Linked DNA regions of Mus musculus: all the other regions are linked to region 1. The links are chromatin contacts, called in public HiChIP or PLAC-seq and promoter capture Hi-C maps. All regions are on one chromosome and are shown on one strand. Each heading gives the region's core, a stretch centred on a gene start, on an enhancer-like site or on the middle of the called end of the contact. The rest is flanking DNA. Distances are from core to core; before and after follow the strand shown. Region 1 holds the start of Nbdy (negative regulator of P-body association). Region 2 holds the start of Prdx4 (peroxiredoxin 4). Region 3 holds the start of Acot9 (acyl-CoA thioesterase 9).

What was found. Promoter capture Hi-C pulls out the DNA fragments that hold promoters and counts their contacts. HiChIP or PLAC-seq counts read pairs in DNA pulled down with a chosen protein or histone mark.
Region 2: an H3K4me3 HiChIP or PLAC-seq map of pro-B cells shows a contact between it and region 1, with 9 times the contacts expected there. The contact joins the promoter of Prdx4 here to the promoter of Nbdy in region 1. A contact is called at or near these places in 9 of 39 promoter capture datasets (3T3-L1-derived adipocytes, the HPC-7 cell line, HPC-7-derived erythroid cells and 7 more) and 5 of 115 datasets of contacts at active chromatin or transcription factors (embryonic stem cells, large pre-B cells, pro-B cells and 1 more).
Region 3: a promoter capture Hi-C map of cranial neural crest shows a contact between it and region 1. The contact joins the promoter of Acot9 here to the promoter of Nbdy in region 1. A contact is called at or near these places in 5 of 39 promoter capture datasets (the 3T3-L1 cell line, cranial neural crest, embryonic stem cells and 2 more) and 1 of 115 datasets of contacts at active chromatin or transcription factors (stem cell-derived neural progenitor cells).

Annotation. Positions count from the first base shown.
Region 1 is chrX:153,721,453-153,726,001 of GRCm38.p6, forward strand. Nbdy (negative regulator of P-body association) reads left to right here and starts at 2,102. Exons shown (of 4, transcript NM_027327.1): 1 at 2,102-2,485; 2 at 4,253-4,389. The coding sequence starts at 4,381.
Region 2 is chrX:155,336,055-155,340,603 of GRCm38.p6, forward strand. Prdx4 (peroxiredoxin 4) reads right to left here and starts at 2,406. Exons shown (of 7, transcript NM_016764.5): 1 at 2,059-2,406. The coding sequence starts at 2,308.
Region 3 is chrX:155,260,448-155,264,996 of GRCm38.p6, forward strand. Acot9 (acyl-CoA thioesterase 9) reads left to right here and starts at 1,996. Exons shown (of 15, transcript NM_019736.4): 1 at 1,996-2,227. The coding sequence starts at 2,208.

The DNA.
Region 1 (4,549 bases), core at 852-3,351:
AATCTAGTCATGTTATAAATAGTACAGAGTGACTATAGCAGTCTAAGTTGAAACTGTGTCACATCAAGACAAACTTATCATACATCAAACCTTCCTGATATTGCTAGAAATTTTAATTCTTGTCATTTTATCATTCATCTCTCTAAACTTGCTAAAACTATAGCAATGAAACAATTGGACCTCAATCTTTGCTCTGATTGATATATGTGGTCTTGCATATTTTTAGTTGGAACGTGCATGAAAAGATCACAAGGCTAATTATTTTGAGAACTGATATGGTCTTTAATTTGAACAATATAACAGCTGCAGTGTTCATTGGAGTGAAGGACTAACATTCGATGAGATGCAACCGTAGAAGATAAGGCATAGATTAATTATTTTCACTAAGGATGATCAGCTACCCAGAAAGGCATTTGGCAATATTTTGTGGTATTTTTGGTTATTATAACTGAGGTGCAAGAAGTACTACTGGTAGAGTCACAGCTTAGAATATTATTAAACACCCTACAGTGTACTGACAGGTCACCATCTCTCTCTCTCTCTCTCTCTCTCTCTCACACACACACACACACACACACACACACACACACACACACAACATCTACTTTCAGAGGTCATCAGCATAAGTTTTAGAAATTCTAGGCTACAGCCTTCTGATTTTTTTGCTTACTTTTCCTTTAACTTTGTCACAGCTTTTCTTCCATCTGCCATGACCTACCAGAATTCCATTTGTACTCAGTTCTATTTCTGTCTCTATTTTTTTCTTGGCATAGTACCCACACCCATAACTTCAACTATTACTCCTAGGATGTTGACTGCTATCATGTTTAAGTACAAATGTTCTTCTGGTTCTAAAGCATTCTCTCTAATATTCCTCACTGTTTTTTTCCCTTAGGATTTTCTGGTTCTAGTAGTAGCAGTTGATACCCTGATCTGTAAGGACTTAACTGGGGGCACATATTACATATTGGAGTTAGGAAAGGCAAAAATAGAAGTGATGTTATTAGATTTTAATTTTTTTTTAGTAAAAAAAAAACCCGTAGGGCTGTTGAATCTTACCAAATATCTATTGGTACCTTATTTATGTAAGAGACTGTGCTGGGTGCTTGGGGGGAAGGCAGCCATCTTAAAGGTGTGAGATAGCTATGGCAGTAACTGGTTTGAACGGATTATCCTTAATGTGGTATCATTTTGCACATAAATTATCATAGGTGGAAACCCAAATTCCAATAATTCAATTAATAAAATACAACAGAGCTTGGAGGCGGTTCGGAGTTTGTGTGACATTATAGATTGAGATTTCTCCATTATAAACCAATGAGGGTGGTAGTGGAAAAGTGGGGTTTCATTTATGCACAGGCAAGTGGCAGAGACATTAAGGTTATGGAGCGATGCCTGTCAAAGAAATTCAGAAGCTTTTTCTCTGTTTTGTGAACCTTCTGGTAACTGTTTCTGGTTCCTTACCATATAACATAGAATATAACATACCACAATAGTAAGATGAGTCATTGTTTTCCATAACCCTAAAAAAGAAATAAAATCTTGCCGATTAAACATGGAGTGTCACCCGTTGTCTGTTTTCAAAGAGATCTTGGCTGTTGGAATGAGAAAAAAAAATACAGTGAATTTTCAAAGATGACAAAATTTTAAAATTATAAAGTAAACAGAGGTCTTGGTTTATGATGAATTTATTGTGCGTCCATTTTCCACAACCGGTTTTCAATTTTAACACTGTAATCAATAAGTCAACGTGTTTGTACACAGCTTCCTAGATGGTTGTACCCCTTTCATGGCTCTGTGATGTGCTGTGCGTAAGGGACTGCAGTGTAAAACGCTTGATTTCTTTGGTTACAGCACTCCCGCGACCATGCCACACACTCATTGATTAACACCTGCCCCGTTGGCAAGTTACAGCAAATTAGTATTTTTTTAAATTAAATTGTACAAAACTCTCCATACAACTAATTAAACTGTGAGAGAGATGTGCTGTGGAAAAGCACTTTATTAAATGCGCTCCTTTTTTTTTTTTTTTCTCTTTGCATTCCATTCTCGTAGAAAGGTTAAAGTGGGCTGGGGAACGGAGCGCTGAGGAGGCGGAGAAGGGATATACGTCTCAGGATACAGGAAATACGGTAACAGCGAAACCAGGAGGAAGCCAGCCCCGTGCCTGGAGGGGATCCGCCATCTCAGATCTCGGCCTTGCCAGGGCCCACCAGAGAAAACTAACGCTCTGGTCCTGTCATACCTATGGGGGACCAACCTTGTGCCTCCGGGAGATCCACGCTCCCACCAGGAAATACGCGGGAACCCAAGCCTCCAAAAAAGCGCTGTGTCCTGGCTCCGCGGTGGGATTATCCCGAAGGGACTCCCAGTGGAGGTAGTAGCACTCTCCCCTCGGCGCCTCCTCCTGCATCTGCTGGACTCAAGTCGCACCCTCCTCCTCCGGAGAAGTAGTGAAATAGATTTTTTTCCCAGCCGAAATCAGGTCAGATTCTTTCGTTCTCATCTGGGACATCCAGGCTCTCTGAAACTTAATTATGCCTTTCCCCAGCTCTTCCCTGTTTTCCTGTTCTTTCCACAAATTCAAAGAGAAAAGAAACAAGTACAGGCATTGAAAAGTCTTTCTTTTTTTAAAAAAAAAGTATGCTTGGATGAAATAGGTATTTGATTGCGGTGAGTAATTAAGATATTTTACATGAGTTAATTGTAATTTTAAAAACTGCAGTGTTTTGATTTTCATGACAGGCCAAGGTATAGTGAGATACTAACACAATGTTCCCTGGCTAATAAATTAAAACTGGGTGGGGATTTACTATACTCTTCTGTTTTTGTGTATATATTGAAATTTTTTCCATTTAAAAATGCTTAGCCCAAGACCAAGTGTAAGGATGTACTAAAGGCCTAATGCCTGTGCCCAGAGGAGATTGTAAAGTGAGCTTTGAGAACTGGGTTTTTTTTTTTTCTGTGTAAGATGGTATTTAGTAAGTGAAAACAAGTTATAATATGATGGTCAAACCCAAGTACCATAAAAATGTGCTTGTTCAAGGTATTCAGGAATCATGGAGGATGGAGATGGCTCTTGATGGAGCCTGTTAGTCTTCAAGAGCCATCAAAGAGGAGGGGGGAATTTGTGGGTGGGCCTTAAAGGGTGAGTGACATCTACCATATGGGTTAGGATGCTTTTTAGGCCTAGTGTTTCTACAATGAAAGCCAGAGGGCAAGATTGTTCTGGGGCAGCGTGGCTGTAATTCTAAGTCTGTGAGAGAAGTGTGATACAGGGCTGTAGGCCTTGAGTGTTTTGCTAAGGAGTACGCAGTTTATTCTGGATGAACGAGTAGCATTGGAAATTTCCAAATAAGGACTATTTGTGTTTTAAGACTCTAACTCTTATTTTCACAGAACTAATAGCTCATTTGAATGAGGCTTATGTTAAAAAGAAAACAAATGAACAAGTTTGACTCAGGCTCACAGTTCTTCTTCATCTTCAATCTTTATGGAGCCCTTGCTGTGGTTAGGCCTTGAACAGGGAGGTGTGGGGGACAGATGACCAAAACTTAGCAGGAGTAAAATAGATATTTGAGCTAATCAATGAATATTATTGAGTGAACATTCTGGGTATCAGGTTTGTTGCTAAAGCATAAAAAAAATGGAGTCTCATTTCACCTAAAAGCAGTTGATTGTCATTCCAATAGGCCGGTCCTTCCCTCTTTTTTTTTTTTTTTTTTTTAAACCTCTATTCAGAGTGAAAATGGTAATTTAACAGGCAATAGGGAAAGAAATGCTCACCTAGGAAACAAAGGGGGCTATTCAGGGCAAGAAGTGTTTAAGAGCTGCGTAATTTTCCCCAGTGATTTAAAGCATACATAATTGTAATGGCGGATACTTGTTGAATTTGTGTGGTTGGTGTGTGTGTGCCATCTTTTTCTAAAGGATTTCGAATGCTTGCGTTTAATCACAACTCCACTAAAGGATGTTTGTATAGGCCTATAAGTTGCCACAAGTTGTGAGACACTTAAATGGCCTTGTTGAGATTTGCTTAAGAAAGAAAATGCAAGCATTGGTTCCAGAATTGATGCTGTGAGCTGCTGTACAGAACATACCCCCTAATTCTGTGGACCCAGTTATTGAATAGGAATGCACCATTGAATTGGGAGCTGAAAGGAACATAAGGAACTGAAAAGGCCAGAAGAAAATGAGACAGACTATAGTGACAGAAGAAGAAAGGACTTCACCTTCTTTTACTGTTTTCCAGTTTGTGAGGGACTGCAGTATGGCTTCATTTCCTTGGTGCGTTTGTAAAATAGTTCACCCATTGAAGACCATGAAGGTTCTTTCCAATGCTGCCCTGCTTTTGCTGGTGTCTTGCTCCTGGAAGTTGTGATGCTAAAGGTAATTTTTTTTTTTTAAATAAAAATGCACGAGAAGGAGGAAGAAGGAGTTGATAATGGCATGTTCAAAAATAATCAGACAAATCCCCAAATGCTAGCAGTAATGATAAATTGAAACATTTTCTATAGTTAATGAAACGATATGCACTAAAAATCACCAT
Region 2 (4,549 bases), core at 1,156-3,655, 1.6 Mb after region 1:
TACTTAAAGATTTTACATATACTGAAAACCATGTCAGGAAAAATCTTATCCTGAAAATTGATTATTGCAAATTTTTATTTTTGATTGAAAAATTGTAGTTACTTTGCTAAGATCTTTAAACACAATTCTCAAAGCAGCCCTTTGCATCTACTTTTTAAAATGTGGTGATGCATGCCTTTAATTCCATCATTCAGGAGGAATTAAAGAGGTGGCAGGTGTGTCTCTATGAGTTCGAGGCCAGATTGGTCTACATAGAGAGTTCCAGGACAGCCAGGGCTACCTGGTAGTGAAACCCTGTCTCAACAGAGCAAGCAACACTTCCTAACACGCTTAGCACATCCTTAACAACCCTGATTATGCCGGGCGTGGTGGCGCACGCCTTTGATCCCAGCACTCAGGAGGCAGAGGCAGGTGGATTTCTGAGTTCGAGGCCAGCCTGGTCTACAAAGTGAGTTCCAGGACAGCCAGGGCTATACAGAGAAAACCTGTCTCAAAAAACAAAAACAAAAACAAAAAACAAACAAACAAACCCAACCCTGATAATAAGAATTCTGGTAAATACAGAGAAGTAAAGGAAGACAATTTACATGTTCTGTCTCTCAAACTACAACCATTTTTTCCCAAACACAAATATGGATAAGGTTGCATTCTCATTTTTAACACTCATTGCATTGAGAAAAATGTATTATAATATTTTTCATTTTATTAGAATGATTCAAAAATAGCCTTAATTGTTCTACAATATCCCCTTTTATGAATACAAAAATCTCCTTTGGAATGTTTTTGTTTCTAACAGGAAGTGTATTTGAGTAAGCACATTTCAGAATATCTTCCTCATGCAAGTGTAGTCAATGAAACTTAGAAATATTTTTAAAGCAAATCTATCTTCCAATTCCAAAGTAGTTAACTTGTACTATGAAACTACAAATGTTTACGGAGGCAAATCGGCTTGGCTTTTTCATTTATGGCTTGTGGTAGCAACATCCCATTATCTTTAGAGGTTCATAACTGTGAAGTAGCCAGATGTGGTAGAGCACAATTGGAATCCAGCACTCTGCAAGCTGAAGGAGGAGGACTACAGAATTTGAAGCCATTTTGTCAGATCTGTCCAGTCCCCATGTCCAAAAAATTGACCCCAAAATGTTAAGTATAACTATTGTTTCACTGAATACTAGCACAGAATGTGCCACAACCACCAAAACTCAAACACACACTCACAGAATGCCAAATAATCCCTAGGAAAAGTGGGTTAGGGAAAAGCAAATAATATATGGTCTGTGTCTGTGTCCCCTGATCACTTTTTTGGCAATCTTAATATCCAGATGCAGCAGGCCTCAATTTTCTCACTATCTTCTTAGTCTGACGTGTCTTTTTCTGAGAGTGGCCACTAGCTTCAAACACTAGACAGAAAGACAAATAATGAAAAGCCCAATTGGCAGTACACAAGATTTACCACCAACCCAACTGTGCCTCTTCCGCCTCTTCCCCAGTTTCCCTCCAAAATACTCCATAAGACTTGTTTTTTTTTTTTTAAATAAACATCTATTAACTCTACAAAGTTTGGGGAGATGACTCTCAATAACAATCTTTATAAGCTAAGAGAAAAAAAGTTTGACCTCCTGACCATTTTGTTTAACCACTTTTCTGTTTAACCAAACTTTCTGTGAATCATTATTCAACTTATCAATGTACTTTCTTCCCTGGAAAAAAGAGATAGGACGGCTGCAGGCACTTTCGAATATGTAAGGAAGTATTTTAGTTTGCACAACATCCTCCACGACTGTAAGCCCGGGTCTAGAAACACCCCCATCTGCGGCTTTGGGGGTAACCGCTACCTCTCCCGAAATCTGTTCAGAGAAACCCATTTCTTTCTTCACACCAGGAACCCACCTCCAACCTCACACCCACAAAGGCATGGGGTGGACCGAGAACTCCCAGGCAGCCTTGGGGGGGGGGTGCGGCCCAACTCCAGCCCCACCCTTTTGTAGCATCCACAATTAGGGTCTAAGATTCCTCGAGTTCTACCTCCTCCACCCAAACTCGCAAGGCACCACCTACTCTTGGCTTTGCTTAGATGCAGGGAGTGATCCGCGACTGAAACCCGGGACGCCTCCCCGGGGTACACTTGTCCACCAGCGTAGAAGTGGCACTCATTTTCGCGGGTCCGGAACCGTTCATCACTCTCCAAGCCTTGCAGAGATTCGGTCCGCAACAGGAACAGCAGCAGCGGCGGCAGGAGCAACACCAGCTTTCGGGTCCAGCGACGGGACGCCGTGGTCCCGTCCAGCAGCTTGGACCGCGCCTCCATGACCAAGCAAGCGCGAAAACACGTCCCTCTGCTAAAGCACAGAGTCCCCTGCCGCCAGGCAGCCAGCTAAAACGGCGCGCTGGAGACCGCGCGACCAAGGGCGCGGCCTCGCGAGACTTGCTCCGCCCCACTCCGCCCCTCCGCCACGTGGGCGCAAGCTCCGCCCCCCCCAGTGGGCTTCTGCGCCTGCGTCAAAAGGAGAGCCAAGCTGAAGTGTTTTCCCAATTTAACAAAAGAAGTTTGCACGGGTGCCTAGTGACTGATCTCCAGAGCACTGACTGTCCCTGTCCTTGAAGGTGTACTTCCAAGTCCATCTCTGTAACAGAGCTTCCCTACCCCTCACATCATCCCCTCACAAGTTCACACTAACCTATGTGCCTGTGAAGGACTTAAAATGTAGACTTTTCGTGGTTATTTTGAGACAGGGTTTCTCTGTGTAGCCCTGGCTGCCCTGGAACTTGCTCTGTAGACCAAGCAGAGATCTACTTATCCCTGCCTCCCTGAGTGCTGGGGATTAAAGGCGTGTGCCACCACAATTTATACTTCTAATTAAGGTCACTTTCATGCATCTCATTTTGTTTTTGTTTTTGACAGATCATACTTGTATGCACTTACAGGGCACCATCTGAATGAATATAACATGGAATGTAGTCACCAACTCATTTACCTTTTTATGGGGAAACACCCAAAACAGTTATTTTGAAATATACTGGTTGACTATATTTGGCCTGTTGATTACTCTAGGTTTAGGAGGCTGGGGGCAGGGGGTGGGTGGGTTAGGCCATGGACACTACAAAATTGCTGAACTTAACAGACATGTATGTGTCCCCTGAACCTCCGGAGTGATTTGCCTGTACAGTGCCAGGACTCATCTTTTCAGCTCTTTTCAGTCCCAGAAAAACTTGAGAGCAAATAGCTAACCATTTATTTTCCTCCAACAGGCAAAAAGAAGTTTGGGGGAATTAATTTTGCTTCAAAGATTTGCTTTTCCAGTCAAGAGCTGTAAAGTTCGTAGTCACCCCTCATAGCACAGCATAACTACCCATTACCCATCGAGCCCTCTTCCTCTGCTGCCTTGCCTCTCCTACCTATGATACACTAGGGCATGCCCAGCCGCCCTTGAGTTATTGCCCCAGCGCCTAGGGGCTCAGTCCCACTTTAGCTTGTCAGACTGAATTGTGACGTCACCTGTCTGCTCCCTCAGCCCTAGTGCTGCCTTCATGAACTCCAAACCATAACTGATTTACACCCTGTTCATCCTGTTTTGAAAAATTACTATTTAAATTTTTTTTGTCTATATGTCTGTTCACTGCTTGTGTGCCTGCTATTCATAAAAGCCAGGGGAGGACATTGAAAGATCCCCTGGAACAGAAGTTACAGACAATTGAGAGCTGCCACGAGGGTGCTGGAAATCAAACCTTTGTCCTCTGGAAGAGCGTCCAGTGCTCTTAACTTCTGAGTCATCTTTCGAGCTCCCTAATCCCATCTTGAATATAAAACCTCTGACTATGGACCGTTATTATGTCTGCTCTCCCTTCCTCTACACGTTCGATCCGTTAATCCCTTCAAACCATACTTTCCCAAAGCTTAATTGACATATACTTTATGACTATTAGAACAATATTCTTTTCCTTACAGCGATCTATTACTAAACTCCGTGACTTCTCTCTCTAGACATAGTCTTTTTCAGTTTGGTGAAAACTCAAGAGATAAAAGGGTCTAATCTGAAAAGTGGTATCTCCTGGCTAGCCTTTCTCTTCCAGTAGGAATTATAGGGTAAGCGGGCGGTTTGGTGACTTAAGTGTGTCCCAGGTATGTATGTTTTAAAACCAAATGCGGTGCCACAGGTCAGGATGCAGCAGAGCTCACTCAGTCTTAAAGCATATGTCCAGGATATTTCAGTTCCCAGAAGCCCCCTCCCCCCGCCCCTCGGAGAATATGCTTACTCATTACAGTTTCCTGTAACTCTTCGCTTTCTGGAGGTCCGTAGATGATAGGCCTCTGACGAGGTAGCTCTCGTTCCCATTCTTCTCCTTCCCTAGCCTCCTGCTCAACATGGAACGGAAGTGGGACCCTGGGAGTTCGGATATGAGATCCAGAGACTCGACTGTGGCTCATGCCACGTGAACGGCAACGGTGATCCATGGAGGCTGTAAAATAGCCACTAACCCTAGTAAATTGGAGGCCCTGAGCTGTGGCTCTAAGTTTGAAATTAGTTTAAAAAGCTGGGAAAGAGTGATA
Region 3 (4,549 bases), core at 746-3,245, 1.5 Mb after region 1:
AGAAACATGCCCCGCCCCTTTAGTTTATTTTGAGAAAGAGTCTTACTGTTTTGTGGAGGCTGGCTTTGAATTCATTACAAAGCCCAGGGTAGCTTCAGAATGACTGAATCTCTTGCCTCAGTCTCCAGGAACCTTGTATTTCAGGAATGTGCCATCACATCCGGCTTATTTAGATACTTTTGAGTTAGCTATATAATACAGGAAATGAGCCAATTTTAGAAACACAGTTTCTCTAGTCTATGAAACCATAGCATAAATTAGCTTGAAAGCCGATGACATAAACTCCCAGGAAAATTCTTTATTTAAATCAGATATCCAGAATCTCTATTAGCAGAAGGGATTATGTTTATTAATACTTTTCATTCATACTTCATGGGTGAACTGTAACATAGTATAACATTTAGCTAGTTCAATGTTCTACTTGTAGTGAAGACAGTGAAAATGCATTCGTTAATCTATCATTAGGCATTTTACATTTTTCATTATATGTGGAACACAAGTAAGAAAATGGTGAGTTGGCAGATCACTTGTGTAAGGACAGTGAATTTCATCATGGCATAATTGTTGCATGTTTTCTCCACAGTTACATGTTTTCTATCTGGCTTTGTGACTTACTTTGCCTTCTATCCATGCTTTCCAAACGGTGATACATCTTAAATGTCTTACAATGGCAACAAGAACAACGATGAGACATAGGGGTTGCTAAGACATTAAAAGAATAATACAACACATTTATTTTTATGTGTATTAGTCTTTGCTTGCTTGCATGTATGTATGTATGTATACTATGTGTATGGCCTGGTACCTGCAGAGGCCAGAGGAGGCCAACTGATCCTCCTGAAAGTGGTTGGAGCTGGCACATGGGTACTGGGAACGGAACCCTGCTCCCCTGCAAGAACAAGTGTGCTAACTAATCTTTCTAGCCTGGTTAAAGGACTAAGCTAGAGACACACATGAATGCTAGGTGGCTGATTTTAATAGGGCTTTCCTGACTTTAGAACTAATATTAGCTAAGTAGTGAGACATTTCTCACTTTAGATATTATCTTCAGTGGAGTCTATGGGGTTCATTGCTCAGGACTTATTTTCTAAGAAAATGCTTTGGAGTCTCATGAAGGGTCACTTAAGTAAACTTGTATAATTAGTAGATTGTGACTCAGCACCTGGCCATGTGTCTGAGTGAGGGAATTCCTCGGAGGTAAATTAGACCTTCTCATAATTGATGAGTCTAGGAATGTGCCATCATGCCTAATTCTGAAAACTTCCTTTCTTCTGTCCTTTTTCTCCTTTTTTGGAATTGGGACTTGAACCCAGGGACTCTGGCATGCTAGGCATACACACTCTGCCACTTAGCTCTATCCCTCAATCCTTTTTTTTTTTAACCTTTCATTTTGAGATTGGAGCGCAGTAAACTGCACAGGTTGGCCTAGAACTTTGTAATCAGGCAGGTCTTGAATTTGTGATCTCCCAGACTCAGCTTCCTGGGTTGCTTGGATAACAAGAATGGGCCTCCCTTGAAATTCTCTTCAACTTAATTTTTCTTACTAAGCTTCATCTTTTTAAAAACCAAAACGTCAAATAAAAACAGGGACACTATTTCTTACGGCCTAAACCTCACTTCAGCCCTGGTTGGCCTCTAAGTGGTAGCAATTCTCTTGCCTCAGTCTTCCTACTTCTGGGAAAATAAGCAGGGTACCCATATTTTGAAAAGCTGCTCATATGATGCCAAGGGCAAGAACTACAGACTGGGAGTAAAGGTTCAAGTGTCAAAAATAAAAGAGTTCTACCAAGGTGGAGGAACGAGGTGCTTTGCTGAGTGGTTCATTTACTTAACAATGGAGGGAAGAGCCCTGCTTATAAATAAGTCTCCGACCCCACCTAGCTGATTGAGTGGGAAATTCCATTGTCTCGGTCTCCAGTCTCCAGCTGCAGACCAATCAAATAGCAGGACCCGCCATTCTCTACGCAGAAGTCCCGCCCCCTGGCGGCACAGCCCTACCCCGGGCAGCGCAGCCCCGCCCTTCCTGCAGTGAGGCCCTCCCTATCCCGGGCCCTCTTGTGGCGTCACCTAGAAGGTGGGAACCAAGATTCAGTCCGGCGCGGTTGCCGGTGTTTGGAGGTGTCCTCACGCTCACGCTCTTCTGCTACCGGTTTGTCTCTACCCGGGAGGACCTTGGTTGTCCACCCGTGGGTAGGCAGTGGAGTGCCATGAAGCGGGCAGCGATACGGTAGGTGGCAGGGCGTGGAAGGGCGCTGCCCCGGAGTGCCCACGCCTTCCCCTTTGAGGCTCGGAGCCTAGCGGGGCGGAAGAAGCCGCGGGTGGGATGGGGGTGGTGGATATTTGGCTTGGGAGGAAAAGGCACCCAGTGCCAGACCCCGTCCTCCGGCCTACCCTGGAAAAATGCCACCACCCTACTTTAGCGACAGCTGACACTTTTAAAAGGGAAGACGTTGGGTGTTCCCTTGAAATTCCTATCCTTTTGCTCACCAGGGGTGTGGCTGGAATCTTGGTGTAGCCCCTTTTTTCAAAAGCCAGTACTTTCAGTTCTGCCTTGCCTTGCGAGCACTTTTCTCTTAAAAAAAAAAAAAACATTTTGGGGGTTAAGTGCATGACACACTTGGAATCTGTCTTAAGTATGTTATCATACTTGTAAAGACTGTAGAGACCATTTGGCTCTCTTAAGCTGATTCATCTGTTTGGTTTAATTTTATTTAGATCTATTTTTTATTATTTTATGTATGAACATTTCTCTTGCATGTGTGTCTGTGTCCCACATGCCTGCCTGGTGCTTGAGAAGGTGGTGAGCCTCCATCTGGGTGCTGGGAATCAGGTCTTTTTGCAACAAGTGCTCTTAACCACTGAGCCAACTCTCCAACCCCTTGTTTGTTAATTTACTCTTTTTTTTTTTTTTCTGAGACAGGGTTTCTCTGTGAATCTTTGGCTCTCCTGGAATTCACTGTATGTAGACCCAACTCATCTCAAAATCAGAGATCTGCCTGCCTCTGCCTCCCCAGTGCTGGGATTAAACACATATCAACATCCTGTTTGTTTTTGAGATAGAATTTACTGTGTAACCTTGGCTGGCCTAAAGTTGGCTATCTATATATATCGATATCTATCTCTTTCTTTATCTATATCATCAACCAGACTGGCCTCGAACTCACCATATATCTACCGTCCTATGCTTCTCCAGTGCTGGCCTGAAGAGCTTGAGCCACCACTTCCAGCTCTTATCTGTATATTTATTTATTGCTTTGAGATCTCTAGCCAAGAAACCAGGTAATACTAGCAGGCCTCGGACCCATGTCAAGTCTGTCAGGTTTCAACTTTTCTAGTGCTGGGATTTACAGATGTATTTTCTCGTGCCCAGTTTAGAACATGCCTTTGATAAGCAGCAAGGCCTTGTAATGAAAGTGCACCCTTGGACCACATAGGCCATTTTGGTAGATCTAATTTCCAACTGGCACAGTTAAGGAGCATGGTCTTTAGGCTGCCAGTCATGTCTGGCTGTCCCACAGTATGCAAGGTTTTTTTTTGTTGTTGTTTTTTTTGTTTTTGTTTTGTTTTGTTTTGTTTTGTTTTTTCCAGCTTGCCTGGTTCCAAGAGAATGGCACTTGCTTTGGATTCAGAAGCCATCCCACTATTGGTGAGCCTGACTTTGACATGGGTCTCACTAATTCTGTCCTTGGTCTGCCTTTACTTTTTCTAGGACCCTTGCTGTCAGTTGAACAAGGTGTGTTATCTCCCTACCCACCAGCACCCAAGCCTTATTACACTATTTGAAGACAGGTTGAAAGTCATTAAAAGACGGCATGGTTACCTTTCAACATAATACGAAAGGGTTCAACACTTTTGTAACTTTGCCTGTGTGTCTTCTTCGATAAGACCTTTTAAAAAGTGTTGAAAATGTTTATTTTTATATGTGTTAGTGTTTTGCCTGTATGTATGTATGTATGTATGTATGTATGTATGTATGTGTTCCATCAGCATGGCTGGTGCCAGTGGGGGCCAGAAGAGGGCATCACCTCCTCTGGAACTGAAGTATCAGGTTTATGAGCAACCATGTGAGTGCTAGAAACCAAACCCAAGCCCTCTACTAGAGTAAGAAGTAGTCTTAACTGGACTGGAGAGTTGGCTTTGTGGCTAAGGGTAGTGGCTGCTCTTCTAGAGTACCCAGGTTTGAGTACTCCAGTTATAGGAGTTCTGACTCCCTCTTTGGACCTTTACAGGCACAGACATGCATGGAGGCAGAACACTGAGACACATAATAATAAAATCTCAAAGGAGTTTTTTTTTTTAATAAACAGTTTTAATCCTTGAGCTCCTCTCTCCCCCAGTTTGGAAGTCCGTCCTTAAAGTACTCTGTAATTTTGTGTTCCTTTCTTGTGAGTCCTCTAGAACCTGAATAGGAGCAGCAATCCCTATATAATGTGTGTGTATGTGTATATATATATATATACATATATATATATATATATGCATATATATATGAAAAATTGGAGAGATGTTTGGGTAGAAATGCTTGCTATGCATATAAAGTATATATATA